Regions from separate parts of the Hordeum vulgare genome. Here region 2 is linked to region 1. Evidence: chromatin contacts called from public Hi-C data. All regions are on one chromosome and are shown on one strand. The core of a region is the stretch at or near the end of the contact, and the rest is flanking DNA. Distances in the headings are between cores, read along the strand shown.

What was found. Hi-C and Micro-C count contacts between places; a contact is called where the count stands out from the background.
Region 2: a contact with region 1 is called in a Hi-C map of seedling, with 1.6 times the contacts expected there. The contact joins the enhancer-like site here to the promoter of LOC123405955 in region 1. A contact is called at or near these places in 3 of 6 Hi-C or Micro-C datasets (leaf and seedling).

The regions. Positions count from the first base shown.
Region 1 is chr6H:514,709,051-514,711,750 of MorexV3_pseudomolecules_assembly, forward strand. LOC123405955 (polyadenylate-binding protein 2-like) reads left to right here and starts at 1,354. Exons shown (of 6, transcript XM_045099463.1): 1 at 1,354-1,512; 2 at 1,618-1,711. The coding sequence starts at 1,408. It overlaps LOC123405954 (24.1 kDa heat shock protein, mitochondrial-like), which reads right to left and starts at 1,066. Exons shown (of 2, transcript XM_045099462.1): 1 at 714-1,066; 2 at 44-610. The coding sequence starts at 948. The coding sequence ends at 195.
Region 2 is chr6H:514,817,177-514,819,876 of MorexV3_pseudomolecules_assembly, forward strand. No RefSeq gene overlaps it. Among protein-coding and RNA genes, the nearest start is that of LOC123405714, 17 kb to the right of the region's middle. Within about 2 kb of position 1,430, at least 3 of the 3 cell types and tissues checked have open chromatin away from gene starts, as enhancers often do. A contact at or near this core is called in leaf and seedling, where this site is marked.

The sequences.
Region 1 (2,700 bases), core at 104-2,603:
TTATTTTGCGGCGAGCTGCATATTTTGCTTGGGAAGGAAGAAAGAAGTTAAAACCGGGCATACGGTTTGGTCGATTCATACTCGTACACGTACAGGCACCTCAGCACGACATGACCAACAGAAGAAGAAGAAAAAAACTCGTGACATTTCGGTTTATTCGACGGCGCTAGCTAAACTTTCGGGCACGCTGGTGTCTAGTCGACGTTGACCTCGTAGACGTCGGTGCGCTTCTCGACCTTGGGCACGACCACCCTGAGCACGCCGTTCTTCATCTCGGCCTTGATCTGGTCCATCCGGTACACGTCGCCGGTGAGCTCGAGGCGGCCGCTGTACCTCGGCGCGGCGAAGCCGTCCTCCTCCTCGGACTCCTTCTCGCCCTCGCCCTTGATCACCAGGCTGTTCTGCTCCGCCCACACCTTGACGTGCTCCTTCCCCAGCCCCGGCATGTCCACCCGCAGCCGCAGCGCGTCCTCGTCCTCCTTGGCGTTCCACCCGAGCCGCAGCGGCGCCGCGCGGGCGCCGACGGGGGCCCCCGCCGCCGCCACGTCGTCCATCATGTTCAGCAGCCGGCCCAGGCTCTGCGGCGCGCTGAACGGGTCACGGAACACATCTGCAACCAATTCACCACGAAAATGATACTGTAAATTACAGCAGCTTGGCCACGCATTCGTTTCTGCCGCAATTGGAGCTGCACGATTTGAGAAGACGGCTACCTGAGAAGAAGCTGGGCACGGAGGCACCGCGCTCGCGCGCGCCGCGGCCGCCGTGGCGGGTGTCTTCGAGCGCCTCGTCCCTGTCGTGGCTGCGGAGGGGCGCGCCGGCGTTGTACCCGCGGACGCCGACGGAGACGGCAGCCGGCCTGAGAGCCGGGCCGGACGACGCGGCCAGGAGGTTCTCCATGGCGCGCACCAGCGGGATCCTGCTGGAGGCCACCACCCTTGAAGCCATTCTCCACGCTCTCCCTTCTCTCCCTGACTGTGACTGTCTTGCTCGGATGTTTCTGGATTTTGCTGCCTTGGCACGACGCAGATCGCCGGGAACTGTGGGAATTTATACCAGCGGCGTGGCTTGGGGAATGATTTAGAAGGTTCGCGAATGCCCCGCCGCGCAGCTGCGCGCTGAACTTTTTTTTTTTTTTGAGAAGCGTTCTGAACATTCCAGAAGGAACGGGAATGCATCCGTTCCCCCGAATGCCTGGGCCCATATACCAGGCCCAATGGGCATACAGTCCATTAAGCATCTCACCCAGAGCGACCGATGATAGTACGAGGCGCACATAACACTAAAAAAAAGTACGAGGCCCACAAGCCCAGCTGAAGCATAAGCGGAGTACCGGGCCCACCCGCTCCGCCTCCGCCTCCGATCCCAAATCCACCCGAGCTGGGTTTAGATCGAAGAGAGACGGCCATGGACGAGGAGGAGCACGAGGTGTACGGCCAGGAGATCCCCGTGGACGGCGACATGGAAGGCACCGACGTCGACATGGCCGCTGCCGGAGACGACGCAGCAAAGGTTCCCCCTCCCCCCACCCCCCGTCCCCATCCCTCGGATCCCTGTCTCCGCGCTAAACCCTAAACCTAGTTTAGTTCTGACCGTGCGCTTTCCCGCCGGCTGCAGGAGCTCGACGAGATGAAGCGTAGGCTCAAGGAGATGGAGGAGGAGGCCGCCGCCCTGCGCGACATGCAGGCCAAGGTCGCCAAGGAGATGCAAGGTTGTCTTTCTAGATGCGCCTCCTTGTACTTTTTGCGATTTGCTTAGGTTGGTTTTAGCCGTTTTTGATCTATCTGGGGATTCCTCGTGATGGTCTTGTAATCTCACACACACTAGGCTATCAGGCAATTTGATGAACTTGAGATTGTTACTCATAAATCTGACCAAATTATTGTTTTTGTCCATACTGTGCGCAACTGTTGTAGGTGTTGTTACTAACTTTATGTCCCATTATTTAGTGTTACAACAACAACAACAAAGCCTTTAGTCCCAAACAAGTTGGGGTAGACTAGAGGTGAAACCCATAAGATCTCGCGACCAACTCATGGTTCCGGCACATGGATAGCAAGCTTCCACGCACCACTATCCATGGCTAGTTCTTTGGTGATGCTCCAATCCTTTAGATCTCTCTTTACGAACTCTTCCTATGACAAGTTCGGTCTATCCCGACCTCTCTTGACATTATCAGCATGCTTTATCCATCCGCTATGCACTGGGGCATCTGGAGGCCTGCGCTGAATATGCCCAAACCATCTCAGACGATGTTGGACAAGCTTCTCATCAATTGGCGCTACCCCAACTCTATCTCGTATATCATCATTCTAGATTCGGTCCTTCCTTGTATGGCCACACTTCCATCTCAACATGTGCATCTCCGCCACACCTAACTATTGCACATGTCGCCTTTTAGTCGGCCAACAATTAGCGCCATACAACATTGCGGGTCGAACAACCGTCCTATAGAACTTGCCTTTTAGCTTTTGTGGCACCCTCTTGTCACAGAGAATGCCAGAAGCTTGGCGCCACTTCATCCATCCGGCTTTATTTCGATGGTTCATGTCTTCATCGATATCCCCATCCTTCTACAACATTGACTCCAAATAACGAAAGGTGTCCTTCTGAGGTACCACCTGCCCATCAAGGCTAACACCCCCTCCTCCTCGTGCTTAGTAGTACTGAAAGCGCACCTCATGTACTCTGTCTTAGTCC
Region 2 (2,700 bases), core at 180-2,679, 110 kb after region 1:
GAAGCATACGGCCTCAGGGGAGTACAATGCTTCATCCGCATACGCCGCGCAATTCCTGTCCATCACTCGCTCTAACATGTGCAAGGTGGTGTGGAAGACCTCGGCACCCCCAATGTAAAATTCCTAGCATGGCTCGCAATTCAGAACAAAATCTGGACGGTGGACAGATTGGCCAAGAGGGGGTGGCCAAACTGTGGCCCTTGCCCCCTTTGTACGAGGGAGCAGGAAACCGTCGAGCATCTCCTCATCAAGTGTTGCTACACGATGAGGCTATGGGGCTTGATGAAGGATTGGCTTCAAATGGTCAGCTCGGATGTCTGTGGTTCGGCAAACTATAGGAGCATCAAAGATTGGTGATTTGACATGGCCTGCACCCAGAGGATCCATGGAAGGCCGATGTCTTCTCTCACTATGCTGGTTTGCAAGATAATTTGGGATGAAAGGAGCACAAGGGTTTTTAGAAGCAAATTCACACCATCAACCATCCTTCTCCGCACCATCCAGGGCATGGCGAGACTCTAGGCTATTGCAGATGCGAAACATCTAGGGAACATTCTGCCGGTAGAGTAGCGTCTTTTTTGTGTGGTGTGGGTGTTTTTCTCTATATCACGTAACCTTGCGAGACTTCTTCCTCTCTTAATTAATGAAAAGGGCAAATCTTTTGCCCCACGTTTAAAAAAAATGTTATCCAGACACATAAAATTTGCTCGCGTGGAAGTGCATATGCATGACCGAGACAAGACGGCAATGCAAGTTTGGAGCCATTGCATGGGGTCCTCTTTCACAGCTCTATCGCTCTTTTCCAGCGCTCCACCGACGTGCATCTTGGAAAGGTACAGCTTTTTGCCCATAATGACCTCTTTGATGCATCCTTCTGGCCCTCACCAGCCAAAAGACCTTGACTCTTCTTGTCAGGGACACAATAATTACCAGTTTAGCGTGCACGCACAAGCATGCTACGTACTACTCGTACTAATAATAGTGTAACCTGTACGGGTGATCTGCAGTTAGCTTGCATGGCTACCTGCCTTGTTTGGTGCTGTCTCCGTTCATATGTTTTGGATATTTTAACGTCGGTTACATACAAACTAAAACGAGTGAACAAACACGCTAATACATGTCAATGTACATCTGGTTTACAACAAAATTGGAACATCTTATAGGAGTATTTGTGAGCGGAGTGAGTAGAAAATTGGGATCGTTCACTGCGCTGAGATGGAACGAGCCCACAATGCTCCGGCAGGCGGTGGTGGCAGCCATCCGTGGATCGATCAAGTTGCGACCTGTGAGAGGCAGGCCTGGAGCTGGAGGTACATGCACGCATCTGTGCATTGCATGGGCACAGGGAGATGCCGCTAGCCTGCACTGCAAAGACGCAGCTTGCATCCAAGATTGCTAAATGCTCCTGCAGCGGCCAGGGGAATAAATGGGCATTCAACTACTGGCCAACCGAGCAGGGCCACCCAGGATAGTGGTTCAGGTAAACCCCTCCCCACATGCTGTGCAGCTTCCTCTTTCTCTGGTGTGGCCTGTGGGCTACTCCGGCAAATTTAAGCTACGAAAACTTCTGGTCTCTGAAGCTGCATATATGTATGTATGTAGCCTAAAAATGCTAACAAAACGTCAGTTCGTCAGTGAAGCCAAGCTAAGCGGTAGCCGGTAGGTGCCCTAAAAGGGAGAAACATGTGGCGTTGCCTACCAAGCACTGTAATTACTAGTACTGCACTGCACTGCACTACCATTATCATGTTGCTCGTCGGCAAGCTAGCTAGCTAGAGCTGCCGCAGCCAGCAACGCCATGCATGCATGTTGCCTTGACGGTTTCACCCACCACGGAAAGATCGAGCGGGAGAGAGAACTCAGAACCGGATCGACAACAAGGGGGGTGAGGTGTGCACGCTACAGCAAACGCGACGCCGCTGATGGGGACTTGAGCCCTGTGCGGTGTAATGCAGTGCAGTGCAGTGCAGTGCACCAATCGATCACGCGGGTTTCAGCTCACATGCCGAAGGGAATCCGCCCATGCCTGTTTTTCGAAATGAGACAAGCAGGCGCTCTGTTAAGCCTGAGCTTTAGACTGTGCGGTCAGGCCGCCCGCCACCATTAGGCAGCACCGCAGCGGACAGCAGTGCAGCACAGTGGTGTCACCGGCCGAGTGAATAAACATATGGTGGCACGACTGTTACGGGGGGCGATCACGGCCTCACGGGCGGCATCACGGGGGGCTTTTCCGGTGGGAAAATCTGCGCTGCCTGTTACGCCGATTTATTAGCACTGTGTGCCACGAACATACAACAGGCAAGGAGCTGATCAGTCTATCTTTAATTGGCAGCTCACATGTTTCCTTACATTTTGTCACGCCCGTTGAAACATTTATACGTTACTTCCTCCGTTTTCAAATATAAATCTTTTTGTTATGTGTGTAGACATACTTTAAAACATATATTCATTCATTTTTTATGTGTGTAGTGCGTATTGAAATTTCTAAAACGTATTATATTCAGGAGTATTTCTAAAACGACTCTGTCAATCCGCATGGCGACCGCACTGCCCAAACGGCGAAAGGATTGAGAAACAAAATGCCGAAACTGCTGCAACACCGAGGAAGAGAGCATCGAGGCCAGTCGTTTCGCTTAACCGCAACTCACACCATTATTTACCACCAGCCACCGAGCATTTCTGCTCGCGCACTCTGGACCA